Regions from separate parts of the Rattus norvegicus genome. Here region 2 is linked to region 1. A link is a contact called in public Hi-C data. All regions are on one chromosome and are shown on one strand. Each heading gives the region's core, a stretch centred on a gene start, on an enhancer-like site or on the middle of the called end of the contact. The rest is flanking DNA. Distances are from core to core; before and after follow the strand shown. Region 1 holds the start of Bbs10 (Bardet-Biedl syndrome 10). Region 2 has its middle 88 kb from the start of Bbs10.

Evidence for each region. Hi-C and Micro-C count contacts between places; a contact is called where the count stands out from the background.
Region 2: a Hi-C map of the A7r5 cell line shows a contact between it and region 1, with 3 times the contacts expected there. The contact joins the enhancer-like site here to the promoter of Bbs10 in region 1. A contact is called at or near these places in 4 of 12 Hi-C or Micro-C datasets (the A7r5 cell line, kidney and liver).

What each region holds. Positions count from the first base shown.
Region 1 is chr7:48,635,975-48,638,821 of GRCr8, reverse strand. Bbs10 (Bardet-Biedl syndrome 10) reads right to left here and starts at 1,457. Exons shown (of 2, transcript NM_001109286.1): 1 at 1,225-1,457; 2 at 1-867. The coding sequence starts at 1,409. Osbpl8 (oxysterol binding protein-like 8) reads right to left here. Exons shown (of 24, transcript NM_001309455.2): 24 at 2,671-2,847.
Region 2 is chr7:48,723,531-48,726,377 of GRCr8, reverse strand. No RefSeq gene overlaps it. Among named protein-coding and RNA genes, the nearest start is that of Bbs10, 88 kb to the right of the region's middle. Within about 2 kb of position 1,352, at least 19 of the 93 cell types and tissues checked have an H3K27ac peak or open chromatin away from gene starts, as enhancers often do. A contact at or near this core is called in the A7r5 cell line and liver, where this site is marked.

The DNA.
Region 1 (2,847 bases), core at 208-2,707:
GGTAGGACACAAGGAGAAAGACCGGTGATCCTCTGGACGAGAGAAACTTCCTCAGATGATAAACACTCCACCACTGAGATGCTATTTAGTCTTGCACAATAAGTAACTAGGTCTGGTTGCTTCACACTGGACAGGAGCAGTTTTACATTATGACTACGCAGGTGGTTCATTACGGTTTTTGTCCTGTCCATGATCCAACTCTGAGATGCCTGAAACTGTGTTTCTGAGTCGAGAACAAATTCCGAGCTAGACGATGAAAACAGAGGCTGGAGGATTTCGGTTACTATCACCATCCTAATGCCACCATCTGCTGGGCAGTACACAGAAAAGTCTCTGGGAAGCACAAGGCCATCCACAATTCTAGACTCTGAAACAGGAAGGCCTGTCACGCCAACATTCAACTCCACAAAACAGTTGTCCAAAAACTCAAATACTTCAATCCCACTTTCACAAGCCATACACTTGAAAACGTAGTCACACATCAACTGTGAAATGAATCTGTGGTTGTTTCTTCCCACTCTTCCACAAAAGTATGGTTCCAGGAGCAACTCCAGAGAGCGCCTGCACAGTGTTCTTCCTTCAGCAGATGAAGAAAAGGCAGAGAGGTAGTGCCTGCTTAAATGTTGGTCTACAATACAACCTAACGTTTGTGTCTGAAACCTTAGCAGAGCCCGGGAAATAGATTTCCACTGGCAGCAGTTTTTCCAATGCCTTTCATGGCTCTGAATATCTTCAGAAGTGAATGAGTCTTTTTCTTTTTCTCCGATTGCATGAAGTCCTCTGAGTAAATGGCAAAGAAAAATAATAAATGTTTTAGCACCATCTCCTGTTTTTTTAAGGTGACTGGAAACACACGCCACTATCATCCTGTATAGGAAGGGAAAAAAAATAACTCAGATTTTCTGTGTTGGTGCTAAGTTAAACCCGTATTTTCACAGGTACAGACAGGCAGATTGTCTTTTTGACGTCCAGCCTCAGCTTTATTTTTCCTTTATTTTAACTACTTTATTCTAAGATATCAGAGACGGGAAAAGAGTGAGAAGTGCTCTAGGTAGGTGAGGAGGTTTGGGCCCCGGATTAGTAATTTGGGCAGCGCTCAGATCCGACCTCCACACTAGTTTTATCCAGTATTAAGACCGTTTTTATACAGGTCCATGACCTCAGGGATCTGATGGGAGGTTGAGGGAGATGCGCGCCGAACGGACTACAGGGGAAGCGAGGTACCTGGCTAAGGGATGCTCTAAGTGCAGCGCCTCCAGGAGGCAACCTCCATCCCTGCTAAGCAGCACCTCGCCGGTGGGCTTCGTACACAACACCAGGCCGCCCTCGGGCCCCACGCAGCGGTTCGCGATGGTTTCCAGCACCTCAGCCACCCGCAGTGCCGCTGTCACAGACCCCTGGGACGCCATGGAAACGGAGCTGTGGGTAAATACTTCTTTAGAAGGTCAGGACCGATGGAGGGCGGAAACGGAAGAGGCGTAGAGAAAGGCGGAAGTGCAGTAGCGCTTGGAGGAAGAGCCCAATAGGTAGGGTGGAGCCCGCCAGCCACAGTCCTTTAGTGTCTACCTTCCTGGCTCACGGCCCGGCCCGCAGGCGTCTCTGGCCACTACACGGCTAGGTCTAAGAAGGAAGGGCTCGGGTGAAGGGCATGGGTACCGCCCCCATCTCGGGCTTACTTCTCTAGTGTCCCTGCCGTATCATTTGCTCTCCTTGCCTTCACGCAAACGGTTTTAGGGTGCAGGACAGACACGGAGAACTTGGACATGGCCATTTCTAGGCTTGTGTCTTCCGCTGGGGTGTGCTACCTTGTCTGCATCCAGGTTTGGAAGAAACCCCACCTAGTTCAACCACTTTAGCAGAAGTAGATGTTTGCCCTTTATTCACATTGTAAGATTCAACACATTAACCTCATGTATTGCATACAATCCCAAAGCAGAAACGTTTCAGGTATGGAAACACAGAGGCTTCAGGGAGAGGATGAGTGCTGGGTTCATAGCTGTGCTTCTTTCAGTCATCCATTACATCCAGGAACTGTCAGTGTTGGCAGGAAAGTGATCTTGTAGATACTCAATGATGTTTAATGACGTTTCCTTATTCCACATTGCCATTATTTCTAGAAGTAGCAAGTGGATTCTGAGGAGCAAGTTAAAATGGGGAGAAAGGAAGACAAAATCAAGAGTAAAGCTTTCCTGGGGCTTATCTGAGGCTCACTCAATATGGGCAAAACAGCATTTCAGTGTTTTTTAACTTGTTGCATTCAGCGCTGGGCTTTAGACTGAAATAGTGGGTTATTTCAAACATTTAAACAGTACAATCAAGGTTCTACTTCAGTGCACTATGTAGTCATGATTCAGAAGGGCTTTTACCTGAAAAAGACTGCCTTGTGTAGTTTTTGGGGTCATTTAAATATGCTGAGCCTCATTTTTAATGTATGAAATAGGTATAATTTCCACTTATTTTTAAAAAAGAATATGAAGTACCAAGTAAAACATACATTAGGGATACTGTCACAATCCGTGTCAGGCCTGTACCCATCTTTTTCACACACACACACACACACACACACACACACACACACACACACACACACACAAAATTAAAAAAAAGTAAGAGGATGAATTTAGTACATTATGCATTAATACATTATATCAAGAGTCACTCGATCACAGATTGCTCTTTTAAAAAAAGTTTATTTAGAATACCTACTTGTAGAAGTTAACATAATTTTACAGATTATTAGAAAAATTCTTTTCTCTCTGCAAACATAACAGGTTAGGAATAATAGATTAGAAATGTATACATTACAAAACCGCCTGTGACTATCTATACATTTACTATGCACCTTAA
Region 2 (2,847 bases), core at 103-2,602, 88 kb before region 1:
CAAGTGGCTGATGCTGAGACCTTTAAGGGGTGTTTAGGTCGTGAGGGCTCCTCCCTTCATTAAGGAGGCTGAGTCCTTTAAAGGAGAGTTCTCACAACACCCAGATACTTTTGTCACACAGACAAATGGAATTTCTCCCCCCTCCCTCCAAGACTGTGTAGCCAGCTGCTATCTTGGAAGTAGAGATGGGGCCTGCACCAAACACTGAACCTGCTGGCACCTTAAACTTAAATGTCCTTGCCTCCAGAACTTTGAAAAATATTCCCCACACAGTGCCTACTCTAGTATTTTGCAATGGGGCCGGTCAACAGACTCAAATGAAGGTCTAGTCACATTTCCCCGCCCTGAACTTATTAAGTCCCCTTATTAGCACCTAGAGGCGTGAGAGAGTGGCCATGTTAGCCACTAATGTTAGCTGCACACTCGTAACAACCAGAGAATGGATAGGGGCAAGGTTATTTTGCTTGGATCAAGGAAGAAGAACCTGGAGGGGAAAAACAGGACCAATCTTTGCATGCCTATAAAGAAAAAATCAAAGCAAAACAACAAAAACAAAACAAAACAAAACAGAAAACAAAAAACAAACAAACAAAAATACAGGTAGAAACCAGCTCGTATTTTTCATTAGCCAAAGCAAGTTGCAGGGTCACCCTTAACTTCCGGATGGGACACGATGACCACATGTGATGTCTACAACCCCCTCTCTAGCAGGGAGGCTGGGGAAAAAGAAAGTTTATGTGGTTTGATGTGTCCGATCACAGTGCATTGCCTAAAGAAGCAGGTGACGGAGAGAATGCTCAGCCTGGCCTTCTACTTTCAATGGACTGTGTGTGGGATGAGTGTGCAGGAGAAAAGGAGAGAGAAAATCAGGAAGAGGACGAGGGGGTGGAGACAGAGAGGTGCAGCGGCTCTGTTACTGGCAGATCAAGGGAGAAGGGAAGGGCTCCGGAGTCTGCCTTTGAGCCCTCCTAGAGCTTCTCAGAGAAAAGCAGAGTTAAGGTTTACACAGAGACATCCGAGAGACAAAAGGAAAAGAATGTTTTAAGGAGGTGTGAAAAGCCCCGCATTCTGGGTGGTCTGATTAAAGCAGAGCCAATAATGTTCTTGTCAAGTTGTGCTTGAGCGGGGAGGGGATCCTTCAGACATGGAATAGAACATTCTGCTCCAGCCTTCACACCTTGAACACAGGAGAGTAGTCATCGCTTTGTTCTCCACTTGCATTTGACTCTCCCAGAGCAGTTCACAGTTAAAGTCAATTCCAAAAATAATAGCCTCCTTTGTCACTCCCAGTGTGGTGGTGGAAGATTAAATTCTAGAAAAATGCTTCGTCATTTCCATGGACTTCTTCCGGGGTGGGGATGCAGCTCAGCTGGGAAAGCACTTAGCGCGTGAAGCCCGGGGAGGGAGTATCTAGCGTCACCGGAGCCAGCGAGGCGGTGCGCACAGTCTCATCACTTCAGGAAGACCAGGAGTTTGAAGTTATCCTCAGCTATACAGTAAAATCAGGGCCGGCCTGAACTACATAAAAAACAGAGGGGGGGGAGGGGAAAGGGGAAAAGATCGAGAGAGTGAGAGAGCGAGAGTGAGAGAGAGTGAGAGAGTGAGGGAGGGGGACCGGAAGGGGACAGGGAAGGGGAGGGGAAGGAGGAGAGGCAGAGGGAGGGGAGAGGAAGCGGGAGGGGGATGTCTGGTTCAGGAGCAGCCTCTGTTTATGGCTTCTGATGTAACTGCCTTCAGTACCTTCCCTCTAAGATCCCTTTCTCTCTACTCTCATGTGCAAATGGCCTCTCTATACTCCCACCTAACAGCTACGGGTTTTCACACCTGTGGAGATTTTCTTGATGTACATAATTAATCTCCCTCTCCTCCATTCTAGTCTGTCTCTTTTGCACAGTCATGCTCACGTAAGGCTCAGTCAACTCTGATTCCCTGGTGATTCTTACCAGAGATATTTTCTCCTTCACACCGAAGCATCAGGGTTCACCTCCTTTTCCCCTCTTCCCTGCTGTCCCTTCCATCGAAATACCTTCAGGTAAGTCAGATAGATGACTCACCACAATTCTTAGGTCTTGAGTAAACCTTGACAGCCTGACCCTCCTTCCTCTCTAATCGTCAGGTCCACTGCCCTGCTCCTTGGTTCCTTGGGACTCTGAGGCTAGTGACTGTTCTCCCTTTGTCCCTATGGGTGACTCAGAGCTTCTCTCCCAGTCTTACCTATGTCTACACTGATGAACTCATCATCCAAGAAGACTCTAGAGATGTTGAGAGTGACCGTGGTCATCGGTCTACTGTGTGTGAGCCTCTGTGCTAAGCGCTTTCCGTAGAGGATTATAATTACTCTTCCCAAGAAATCCGCACTGAATGGGTAGAGCTGGGGACAGGGTCGGGGCACCTCCTTCATGCTTTGGGAAATCTCTGGCTATGCCAGGCTCTACACCATTATTGCTTCACCATCACACCACGCCTAGAAAGGAGGAGACTAGGGATGAAGGGAGTTAGTTAAGCAGTCTATGAAGTAGGTCATCTCGTTGTCAGCTCTGCAAGCCTGCTTGCTCTCCTGCTTTGAGAGCTTTGTTCTGCTTACATCCATTATCCAAACACTCTTCTCTCACAACCACACAATGCCTAAATATTGCCTTCTCCTTGGTTATAAGGTACACACCTATCATCTTGATCATCTTTTCATCTTTGCCCTCGCCTGCCTTACTTTTCTCATCCATATATACCAGTAGCAGACAGGCCCTCTATTTTACTGAATTTTTCTTGTAATTTTGCAGAACTGGAGCCTGAACCCAAGGTCTCCTTCATTCTAAGAACTTGCGCTGCCCCTGAGCTACACTGAGAATG